3 separate regions of the Mus musculus genome follow, and regions 1 and 3 are each linked to region 2. Evidence: chromatin contacts called from public promoter capture Hi-C data. All regions are on one chromosome and are shown on one strand. The core of a region is the stretch at or near the end of the contact, and the rest is flanking DNA. Distances in the headings are between cores, read along the strand shown. Region 1 overlaps Ccdc3 (coiled-coil domain containing 3). Region 2 holds the start of Cdc123 (cell division cycle 123). Region 3 has its middle 20 kb from the start of Gm23118.

Region 1 (3,611 bases), core at 851-3,350, 680 kb before region 2:
AGGGCACCTTCCTTAACTCTTCTGAGATGGAAAGAGGTTGAGAAAACCCCGGAGGGGAGGGTGTTTACTGGAAAGACTGGCCTTCGCTTGGATCAGGGGCTTGAGGAGAAGGGATGATCTAAGCCCATAACCCTAATTTAAACTTAGGAAAGGGACTGCCTAGAGGGACACACACACACACACACACACACACACACACACACACACACAGAGAGAGAGAGAGAGAGAGAGAGAGAGAGAGAGAGAGAGGGAGAGGGAGAGGGAGAGAGGGAGAGGGAGAGGGAGAGGGAGAGGGAGAGGGAGAGGGAGAGGGAGAGGGAGAGAGAGAGAGAGAGAGAGAGAGAGAGAGAGAGAGAGAGAGAGAGACAGACGAAAGAAGAGGCCACAGGGAGTTCTTGGCTGTAGTAAGAGTTTCCAAAGAGCCTCAACTTTTTCCAGCTTTGCAACTAAGTTAATAATATTCCTTGAGGTCACTTAAGACTGAACTTCTCAAGTTTAAATCTAACCCGCCTTTAAGAAAACAGTGTATCGAACTTACTGTGCAGGGGATTTCTCATGTGGTTAGCTTTTACAACCTACGTTAAGTGCATAGCTTAAATCAGAAGTTATGTACTCTTTCTTGCCCTTACCCAGAACAGTGTATGTGTGTGTTGTAGTATTTACTGAGAACTGTCGACAGGTCAGCAAAGATCCCATACATGGGGGATGCAGCATGTGGATGCAGGTTGATGGGATGTGGTTTTGTTTGCTGTTCTAGGTGCGCAAAGTAACTTCTTTCCTCATAAAACTCTTGAAGATTTCTGAAAGAACTCCTTACTTCTTTCCCATCCTAAGTTTTCTCCGTTGTTCATGAAAAACAGAGTAAATACTTTTACTAGGTACAGGTGCACGCGTGTGCGTGCATGCATGTGTGTACACACACACACACACACACACACACACACACACACACACACACACACACAGGACAGAACAGACGCCCAGCACAAGACATGGGTAGTAGGGACAGACGGATCAGACAGGTACAAGAGATAGATAGAGATAGGCCAGTAACCACAACCTACAGAGAGACAAAAGCCACAGGGAGAAAAATGAAGAATTTAAATTTGGGTTTGCTTTTGGTCAAACTAATCCAAGAGGAAGTAGCTTTTTCATTCCTTAAGGTGACATTGACACATTTTGGGGGGCCCCCTCTGAGCTCATCTTCAGTGTGCTAACTGATCTATCCGGCCTTGCTAGATTTTGATTTTTAGAAGTTCCCCCATCTCAGGCACCTGACTCATTTGTTTCATGACATTTGTGGATGTAGCACTGCTTCTAAGACATTGTAACTTCATGGGATGGTATGTGAATTTTGGGGATCAAACCCAAGTGGTCAGGTTTGCCAGCAAGTGTCTTTTCCCACCAGGCCAGCTCAGCAGTCCAGTCTTTGTCTTACGTGATTGGCTTACATCATTTAACGTTTGCAAGATGCATCCGTGTAGAACAGGTGCCAAGATTTCCTCTTATACACAGACCAGTTTCTTTATTTACCCACTGGTGGGCATTCGTGGTTGCTCTACCGTCTAATCTACTATGCCATCCTTTTCTTCCATTCCTTACCTTGTATCAGCCCCACAAGAAGCTTCCTTATCCTCAAGAGGAGGAGGGGATGCCACTGGGCCATATTCTCCAACCCTTGCTCATACACCCACCTTGATAGCAATGTATTGAACGGGGCACATGCCGGGCAGAAATCAAATCTCACTCTCCCTAAGAAATAGTCTTACTATTTCAGGAGTAGGAGAGAGAATGTCCTCATTGGACCTTAAGGATGGACATCTGGGACAAGGAGGGTGGGGGCAAAGCACTATATTTGACATATGCATGGGCTGAGCTGCCATGGAGAAACATTTGCAAATCACTTTCCTCATTTCCTGTTCTAGATTCAGGGGGAACCCTCTCCACTGGGAAGAGCTTGCTCTTCCATTCCTTCGTTCCCTGTAGAAAGATGGGGTGTCATTCTGGCCTGGGGTTTCGCAGCCTAGTCTGAGTCTTTCTGGATGTGAGCTCAGCTCCTGTCTCCACTGTGACTCATAACTTGAACTCCATCAGTCCTCTGAGCCACACCCTCAGCTTCCCAGTACCTCGTGTTCCCACCAGAGAATAGCTCTCTCTCCACTCTACCTCCCCCAGCCTCTGCCTTTTTATGGGTGGCATGAGGCTGAATTTAGGTGGAGAAAACAGTCTCGTGTATGGTTTCCAAATTCCACCTAGGTCAGCCCCCCATTCAGCTGGCTCTCCCCTCTGCTGCTGGAGATAAGGACAATAAAAACACATTCTAAGAGGAAAAACAGGAGGAGAAGAATGTGGGCAGCCCCTGCCAGCGGGGCAGTGGAAACCTCTGGCCTGTACTGAGCTGACCTGTGTTCTGCTCTCTGAGTTATGCCTCACTCGGGACATGCCAACCAGCTGGACCAGGCCTTTCTTATAAATGGAAACTCCAGACAGGAAGCTCGTGACTTTGGTCCTGTATTCATAGTGGGATGAACTTTTAAAAAAATATGTAAAAAAATATATATTTACCTCTATTAATTAATTAATTTATTTAAGAGGGGGATGGGGTCACGTGGTGCACATGTGGAGGTCATTCTACCATGTGGATCCTGGTGAGCCACTTCAGGCTTAGCTCTTCAGGCTTGGTGGTAAGCACCTTTATTGAGCCATATTGTTGGCCTGGGATAAGCTCAGCATTGTGGTGGCTTGGCTCTTCTGGGGGTATTGTGTCCACCACTTCTTATCTACCACCAGTAAGGAAGCTATTGATCACACTCGGCCACCTTTCTGAAATGCTGCCTAGTTTCTGGGGTTCTTTGATTTTCTTTCTCTAGCCTCTCCTAGCACAGAGGCCATGACCCCCATTTACTCACCCTGGTTATATGGGAGGCCTCCATATTGGAAAAACAGATCGGCTCTCACATGTCTCTGAACACACAGGACCTACACCAGCGACATTGCTAACATAGCTGTTCAGGGCTTAGGTTAGTCAGTTGTCTGGTCCCTGGTCTTTCCCTTTGCTCAGACCTCCTCCCATTTGGTGACCTTGCTCTACAGCTGTCTCCTCCATTCACTCTTGTGGCTTACCCTGTGGCTTGGACTGCTGCTGTTGCCAGTTCCAGGACACATGGACAGGTGACTAAGGACAGTACTCTGCTAGGATAACATTTTTGTCTCTTGTGTCTCCCTTGCCTCTCCTCTGTCCATCTCCTGTGATCACCTCTCCCTGTCTCTCCCTCTCCTCCCCCTCCCCCTCCCTCCCTCTCCCTCTCCCTCTCCCTCTCCCTCTCCCTCTCCCTCTCCCTCTCCCTCTCCTTCTCCCTCTCCCTCTCCCCTCTCCTCTTCTCCCTCCCTCCCCCCTCTCTCTTGGTGGTGGTGGTGATGGGGACAGCATTCTGCTATGAAAGCTCAGACTGATCTCATTTGTGTGATCTTACCTCAGCTTCCTGAGCATCACAGACATGAACTCCCACACCAGACAGCCCACTACTATTCTTCAAAGTGCTATAATCCGCACTTATAGTTAGCCTTGGCACTATACCTGTAACCAGACAGATGCCCAGGGTAAATGATGG
Region 2 (3,977 bases), core at 801-3,300:
TGAACCAAAAGTCATAAAAATAAAATACTAATGCTACAGCAGTAGCCAGAATGTATATCTTGAGCACTGAAACAAACAACTGAAGCAGGCTGCCATATGACTCCACATGATTTGTCTGGAATGTAGGAGGGCTGTCCTGCACAGAATAAATGCTTTCATGGGGGATAGGTAAGATGGCTTAGCAGTGGGTAAAGGTACCAGCCATCAAATCTGACAGCTTGAGGTTCAATCCCCAGGACTCATGTGGTAGAGGAGAAAACAAACTCCTGCAAGTTATCCTGTAACTTCCATATGCCCAATATGGACACATGGGCACGTGTGTACACATATGTAGTCACAGACTTGTCTAGGGATGCCAGAAAATCCCAGTTATTGGTTGACTTCCTTCTCGTTACCATCCTCATATCCACCTATATGTGGCATACATTTTAAGTGTACTAAAATAATTCACTTTGGGGCTGGTGAGATGGCTCAGTGGGTAAGAGCACCCGACTGCTCTTCCGAAGGTCCAGAGTTCGAATCCCAGCAACCACATGGTGGCTCACAACCATCCGTAACAAGATCTGACTCCCTCTTCTGGTGTGTCTGAAGACAGCTACAGTGTACTTACATATAATAATAAAATAAATAAAATTAAAAAAAAAAAAATTCACTTTAATGAGGCTTTATTAAATCCAAAAGGTAACAGGCAACATTTTTCATGTGTTTACTATGTGCTACAAAAGAGTGGCAACATTTTAAGTATTTTTTTTCTTTTGCAATTCTCATGACAATCCTATTATGTTTCTAAGTTTTCAAATGTGGTTTAGAGAGATTAAGTAATTTGCTGAAGATGCTGATAGAACCAGAATTCAAAGCCAGACAGAGGGTTCTGACTCTACAATCTAATTCTTGGGGGCAGGATTTTGTTTTTTGTGGTTTTGTTTTGTTTTGTTTTTGGATGCACCAATTCACCGTGGGCATTCTGCAAACCTGGACAGATTCCTTGTTCCAGGCCAGAGAACTAGAGAATAGGATCCCACCTTCTCAGCCAGGCGGTGGTGGCTCACGCCTTTAATCCCAGCACTTGGGAGGCAGAGGCAGGTGGATTTCTGAGTTCGAGGCCAGCCTGGTCTACAAAGTGAGTTCCAGGACAGCAAGGGCTACACAGAGAAACCCTGTCTCAAAAATCAAAAAAAAAAAAAAAAAAAAAAAAAAAACCCAAAACCAAAAACCAAACGATCCCACTTTCTCTCCAGATGGGTTGCTTCTTCTCAGAACACTGGATCGTCAGTAGCAATGCAACCTATACACACTACCAAACTGGAGCTTCATCCAGACTTGGAGGTACCGTCTGTATCACTGTTCTCATTGTACAATGATGGAACGCAACTCTCACCAGAGGGGGTTGTCGGTCAGCAGCAGGCAAAGTCTCCAGTTTTGTTTTGTTTATTGCCTTGCGCTTCTGACAATTCCCAAAGTATCTATTTCAATCTACCCTACCGAGGACCCCCACCGCCTCCCTACCTCCCTCGACTCGCTCTTTGATTCCGAACAGGACGCACGGCAAACACTGATCTACTTGTTAATCTTGCTCCGTCAAAGCCAATAGAAAATCCGCAGCTCGACACAGTCGCTCCCACTGAGTAGAAGGCCTGCGGATTTTGTTTAGTTTTCTGAAGGGATGGGATTTACCCAAACCCCCCGGTTTGACTCCGGGATAGGTTACCTCTTGATGGTAAGGCTTCGGAAAAGTGGGTACCACGCGGAGAACTGACAGTGACTAACATGCTCCTTCTTCATTCTCCAGCTGCCGCGTCAATAGCCGCCTTTCCCTCTCCCGCCAGCCCTCTCCCGGAACCCTGCGCAGCACTTCCGGAAGTGCCGACCGAGCCGTCTTAAAGAAAGGACTCTTCCGGTCCGTAAAAGTCCGCTGGCGCTAGACTCTAGAGCCATGGTAGACTGTATGCTTAGCGTGCCCACACAGACGCGCAAGACACACAGAGATCTGAGTCCGCAGAGAAGAGGCACGAAAGCGTAGATTTTTAGGAAGCTTACATCTCCGCTTTCGTCTGTATGCACCTCGACCCGGAAGGTAATCATCTGAAGCTAGCTGAGCTTCTACGGGTGCCTGGAGGAGGACGTGTGCACATCCTCCTTGCACCACGAGAGGCGCCGGTGTCTCTAGCGGTGGCGCCTGATTCTACGGAGACTGCAGCTTCTGCCTGATCCTTTTTCCTTTCCTCCTCAATCCCTTCCACATCCCACAGTTTAGTGTAGGTAAGTGGGCGCGAGCCAACCTCGGTACTAAGTGTCCTTGGAGAGGGGAAGGGAAAAAAGGGCGCGAGCACAACCGATGGTGCCCAGAGTACAGCCCGCCGCGCGCGCGTGTCTCCGCGTCTGCGCCTGAGCGCGAGACGAGAACCCGGGATCCAGGCGGACCAGCCTGGGCTACGAGAGGAACCTGGGAACAGCACAGTAAATGTTGGAACACATCAGTTGAGGCATCTACAAGAAGGATGGCCCCTTCTCATTCCGGAAAGTAGATTTTAGAGACACAGGGAAGAAGTCCCGCATGCACGATTCTGGGGAGGAGGGTGGTATTTTACGATCCTGAAGATGAAAGAAGCGATGTTCGTCTGAGAAATCAAGAAAAAGGGGAAAGTTGTGTCTTTTAAGCTTAAAGTTTAGTCCAATTCCGAAAAAGTTACCAGTGTGGAAAAAGCACATATTTTTATCAATGTCTCTGCAATGATGAAATCGTAAAAGGTTGGAAGAGTTTGTATACGACAACTTGTGATATCATTTTTCTCCCTACTCCTTTTTCCATCTATCATCCTACAAAGTTCAGTTTCTTTTTAAAAAAAAAAAAAAAAAAGGAAAAAAATCACCAGCTGCAAGAGACAGGCCTTTCAAACCCTCTGGTGCTTCCTGTAATGTAGAAGCCTTGGGCATGTTCCAAGCACGTATTTGTCCAGAAGCACCACATTTCTGATACTCACCCTCACAGAAAAATAAATTGCATTTTCCACAGCGCATCTAAGCAGTTTAAATTAGAGAGAGAGGAAAAACCCCAGCCACTGTTGACCTCTTTAGAAAGGTATTTGTTAGAACTGATGAACAGAATCCTCTGTATTTTGAATTAGAATTCGTGCTCGCGCGTGCACACACACACAGGAGAGGTATACATTGTTTGAAATGTTACAGGTAAAGTGGTTGGAAGCATTGCTTAAAGAATACCTTCCAAAATCAAGATCAATGGTTTATAATGTTGCAGTGTATAATGATGTGTTGTGGATAGCAGAGCTTCTTATTTAAGAATGGTGGTATCCAGAATTAATCAATCCTGGGTTTTGTTGCTTGTTTGTTGTTTTGATACATAGTCTCTCTCTACATACTCCTGTCTGGCCTGGAACTCTTTGGTTCTCAATGTGTGGGTCACGACCCTCTCACAGGTCCTATATCAGATGCTCTATAGACCAGATATTCACATGACAATTCATGACACCAAATTACAGTTGCAAAGTTGCAACGAAATGATTTTATAGTTGGGGGAGGGGGTCACCACAACATGAGGAACTGTATTAAAGGATGGACACTTTAAGAAGGTTGAGGACCACTGCTCTGCATAGACCAAGCTGGCCTCAAACTCATAAAGATCCACTTGCCTCAGTCTCTTCAGTGCTAGGATCAAGGTCTGGCTAGTCCTCTGTGATGTGAGGAAAAGCAGCAATAATCCATATCTTCCCTTTTCATTTTCTGGAGAATGGTGCTGCTTCTCAGAGACAGAGAGCATATGTGAGAGGCCACAAAAACTTGTTTTATTTGACCTACCGAGTTGCAGGGGGAGGGGGAATGTGAGCAGAGGTTGGGAATGCATTTGGGTAAAGTACTTTTTGTTGTAGATAGGAATGTTATCCATCTGGGTGGAGCAGTACTGCCCAGCAAACCTTTGGGCATAGAAACTGAAGCAGTTATTTGTAGAGAACCTGCTAAGT
Region 3 (3,776 bases), core at 669-3,168, 610 kb before region 2:
TATTATCTCTGCTTCCTCCTCTGCCACAATATGAACTGAGATACTGCCTCAAGCCTCTCCCTGACCGGCAGGGACAGACTGAGCCTTCAAGTGTGAGCCACAGTCAGCTCTCCCTCTTTGTTGTTTATGCTGGCGAATTTGATCACAGAAACATGAAAGGAACAAACGCACACAGTTTAATTTCTAAAAGTGTGTTGAACCATAGCCTCACTGGCTAAATAGCTGCCCTCACGCTCTTGCCAGATGGGCCTCCCAAGCATCAAACATGCACGCTTACAGGGCACTAGGAGCATGTACAAACAAGACACAATTTACATCTACAGAGGAAGTGAACACACATCACATTTGCAACACTTCATATTAGAAACAAGTCAACCCCCCCCCCCCACACACACACACTTAACACACAAAGGGATAGCAATACATTCGAGACAAGTAGTGAGGGCATTATCTTAAAATTAGCCTGTTCTAACTGGACTCTAATAACTCATTAGTACAAAAGCGTGTTCTAAAGGAAGGGTGGCAGGTTCCCAGACATGTGGATATCACATCTCTACTATGTCTGTAACACCATAACTAGCTTGGTCACTTTTATGAAGGACAACTGCCACCCCTGAAGATGCCCCAAAGCCATAGGAACACCAAGTCTCTCACTGTTTTCTAGATGCGGTCTAACATCCAAAGGGAAATTGACGAGACTCAGTTGAAAACACAGTGATATTCAGGGTAATAAGTAACTCTCAAGATTCTACTGAGAAAATTCAGTTCATATTCTCTCTCATTCTTTAATCCTGTCTTAGTCAGCTTAGGGGGCTGGCTATCTCACACAAAGCACTACCAAGGTGCCACAAACAGCATTTCTTTCTCATAGTTCTGGAACATAGATGTCTTAGATCAAAGCACTGGTTGATTTGGAAGCTAGTGCCAAATTCACGCGTATTGATTTGAAAAATACTTCCTGGTTTCCTTACCATCCCTCTTCCTTCCTCCCTTCCTCCCTCCCTTCTCTTTTTCAAATTCATTATTATGTGTATATGTTTTTGCCTGCACCACATTCATGCTTGGTACCTATGGAGGCCAGAAGAGGATGCCAGATCCCCTGGAACTGGAGTTAGAGATAGTCATGAGCTGCAATGTGGGTGCTGGGAATCAAACCCAGGTCTTCTGCAAGAGAAGCTAGTGTTCTTAATGGCTGAATCAATTCTTCAGTCCTCAACCTATCTTATCATTGGCTCTCTACAGAATGGATGAGGTTGTCGATCTGTGGTATCATGTGGAACATAAACAGTGGTCTATAGCAACATCTTCTCTGCTGGTTTCCTGAATTTCATGAAGAAATTTCCAGCAGTAGAAAGAATGCTTTATGAACAAAGGACTGTCCTTGTGACATACCACAACAGAGTCTGGAATTTATGTTCTTGTCATCTCTTCTCTGTATCAGTGAGCAGCATGAAACCAAGACTCCAGATGTCCCTTCTTTGTTTCTTTCTGTGAGGCTGTTTAATGTCACTTGTAAATTTAAAACCAATCAGCCAAGCAAACATTTTCATATCTATATTACCTTCAACATGGCCCCTTAAGACATATCAAGGGGGCTGATTTTGTAAAAAACTTTCTCACATGCATCAATCTCTTCCAAATAGGAGTTTTTCCTAAATCCCACGGTCTTTTGCACGCCACATTTAAGTGTTTTCCTTTGTAAGTTTCATTTTGCCCTGGATTCCTCGAGGCAGTTGCATTAGTTGGAGTTAATAACTCAGACCCCAGTGTTTAGCTTGGAAGAGGCAAGCTGTTGCAAATCTCTGGGTTAACCAGCCCTAGGCTATGTGGAAAGTTTTTGTAACAGTTGGTGGGAGGAACCCACCTGGTTCTTCCCCTGCTCCCATTCAGGTAACAACTCACTCAGTGTCCCTGAGGCATAAATCTTTCAGATCCACTCCTTCTGCCTGTTTGCCAAGAACTGTATATCACAGGGGACTTCAGAGAGGAACGCAGCACATCAGTTAGAGAGAAATGCTTTTTTCTTTCTTTTCTTTTGTATTCTCCAAGAACCTTAGTAATTGGAAAGGACATCCATCCTGCTACCATTAGAGACTTTGCTTTGGTGTGTACACATGAGAGGCCATTGTGTGGCGGTCAGAAAACAACCTCAGGTGCTCTTCATCTTTGTTCTTCTCTGTTCTTCTCGTCTCGTCTCGTCTCGTCTCGTCTCGTCTCGTCTCCTCTCCTCTCCTATCCTATCCTATCCTATCCTATCCTCTCTTCTCCTCCTCTCTTCTCTTCCTCTCTCTCTCTCTCCTCTCTCTCTCTCTCTCTCTCTTTCTCTCTCTCTCTCTCTCTCTCCTCCCTCTCCTTACTGTGTTTCTTGATGGCGTGGGACTTGGCAAGTACACTAGCAGGAGAGCTAGTGAGTCCTGGGGATCTGCCCATCCCCCTTCACTGGCTCTTGAATTCCCAGTAAGCAGGAGTATGCCTGAATCGCCACCACCACCACCACCACCACCACCACCACCACCGAGAGTTCTAGAGATCAACTGGTATCCTCATGCTTTCAAGGCAAACACTTTCAAGGCAAACAAGAATTTTCTTGTCCTCTACTATCTCGATCATCAGTAGGAGACAGGGAACCCAGAAGCACCCCCTCCTATTCATGACATGTCTGATCATGACCAATGGCCTCCTTGTGGCATGGAGCATGTCATGAGTTAGGGGAAACTGAGAAGCCAGGACCAAATTTCATCTCAGGAAGAGTACACAGTCGTGGGAAAATCCTACCAACACCATAACTCCTGTCGCATAGAGCCCACTTCTGCTTGAAAACCCTGTGTTGGCTGCAGCTGTACGTTTTCCAACCACACATACCACCGATCAGTTTCCCTCTTTTCTCCTGGAACTCTCAGGGGCTGGATCGCCTGTCCTTTATTTCTGAGGTGGGAGTGGCTGGTTAAAGTGAGAACGCACAAGAGAACTCAGGTGTCTTTCACAAAGTGCCATTCTGGACCTCTGAGAACTATCTGAATTCAACTAATTTAAATAATTTTGGTGTCAGACACCAGGTTGGTACCAGTGAGTTGGACATTCATTTTGTGACTCAAATGCTCAAGGCTTTGGGCTGGGGGATTTGCCAAGTCAGTTTTCCTTACACTGGAGTTGTCTAGCCCACCTTTTGTTGGCTTTTTCTTCTGAAACGTGATAAATGCATCCAGATGTTTCTAGCACTTTATCAAACCATTGAGTGCAGGAAAGACGGTTTTTCATCTCCCCAAGAGTCATAAGCATTGGACATGACCTGCTTGTATCTCCTCAAATGCATCATCTCTCTCCTCCCACAAACTCTGACTTGTCATACCAAGAGGAACACTGTGCTAGGGCTCCCCTTACCTTCCTGTTGTCCCCTCCGCTGGCTAAGTTTCACACACAAATCAGCTCTCTTCAGAATAGACTCTTAATGTCAAGAGAACAAAAATTCAATATTTCAACTTCTCTCTGGAATTTTCTTTCCTTCCCTCCTCTTCTTCATCGGCTGAACACAGGGTACCTGCTCTTTGTACTTTCAGTAGATTTTGAGGCTCAAACTCAGAGAAATGGAGACCTGTGGGATAGTGTGGGCTTCATCCTTAGGAGGCAAGCTAGTGCCTCCCCCTCGCTTTATTCCCTGGCATGAAATGTGAACACAGGCTGGGTTCCCAGAATTCTCCAGGGTAATGTATTGAAACATTAAAAATAGACTTCTCCCTGCAGGGGACAGATTCCAATTAGAATTCTGAAATTTGTTC

What was found. Promoter capture Hi-C pulls out the DNA fragments that hold promoters and counts their contacts.
Region 1: a promoter capture Hi-C map of 3T3-L1-derived adipocytes shows a contact between it and region 2, with 7 times the contacts expected there. The contact joins the enhancer-like site here to the promoter of Cdc123 in region 2. A contact is called at or near these places in 11 of 39 promoter capture datasets (the 3T3-L1 cell line, 3T3-L1-derived adipocytes, cranial neural crest and 4 more), 16 of 115 datasets of contacts at active chromatin or transcription factors (the NIH/3T3 cell line, T-cell acute lymphoblastic leukemia, embryonic forebrain and 9 more) and 1 of 9 other capture datasets (embryonic stem cells).
Region 3: a promoter capture Hi-C map of hippocampal neurons shows a contact between it and region 2, with 4 times the contacts expected there. The contact joins the enhancer-like site here to the promoter of Cdc123 in region 2. A contact is called at or near these places in 12 of 39 promoter capture datasets (the 3T3-L1 cell line, 3T3-L1-derived adipocytes, cranial neural crest and 6 more), 10 of 115 datasets of contacts at active chromatin or transcription factors (the NIH/3T3 cell line, astrocytes, bone marrow-derived macrophages and 4 more) and 1 of 9 other capture datasets (embryonic stem cells).

The regions. Positions count from the first base shown.
Region 1 is chr2:5,163,896-5,167,506 of GRCm38.p6, forward strand. The region is part of intron 2 of Ccdc3 (coiled-coil domain containing 3); the gene reads left to right. Among named protein-coding and RNA genes, the nearest start is that of Ccdc3, 28 kb to the left of the region's middle. Within about 2 kb of position 2,101, at least 58 of the 459 cell types and tissues checked have an H3K27ac peak or open chromatin away from gene starts, as enhancers often do. A contact at or near this core is called in 3T3-L1-derived adipocytes and the NIH/3T3 cell line, where this site is marked.
Region 2 is chr2:5,843,127-5,847,103 of GRCm38.p6, forward strand. It overlaps Cdc123 (cell division cycle 123), which reads right to left and starts at 2,051. Exons shown (of 13, transcript NM_133837.5): 1 at 1,709-2,051. The coding sequence starts at 1,782. It overlaps Nudt5 (nudix (nucleoside diphosphate linked moiety X)-type motif 5), which reads left to right and starts at 1,908. Exons shown (of 10, transcript NM_016918.3): 1 at 1,908-2,259.
Region 3 is chr2:5,237,888-5,241,663 of GRCm38.p6, forward strand. No RefSeq gene overlaps it. Among named protein-coding and RNA genes, the nearest start is that of Gm23118, 20 kb to the right of the region's middle. Within about 2 kb of position 1,919, at least 13 of the 459 cell types and tissues checked have an H3K27ac peak or open chromatin away from gene starts, as enhancers often do.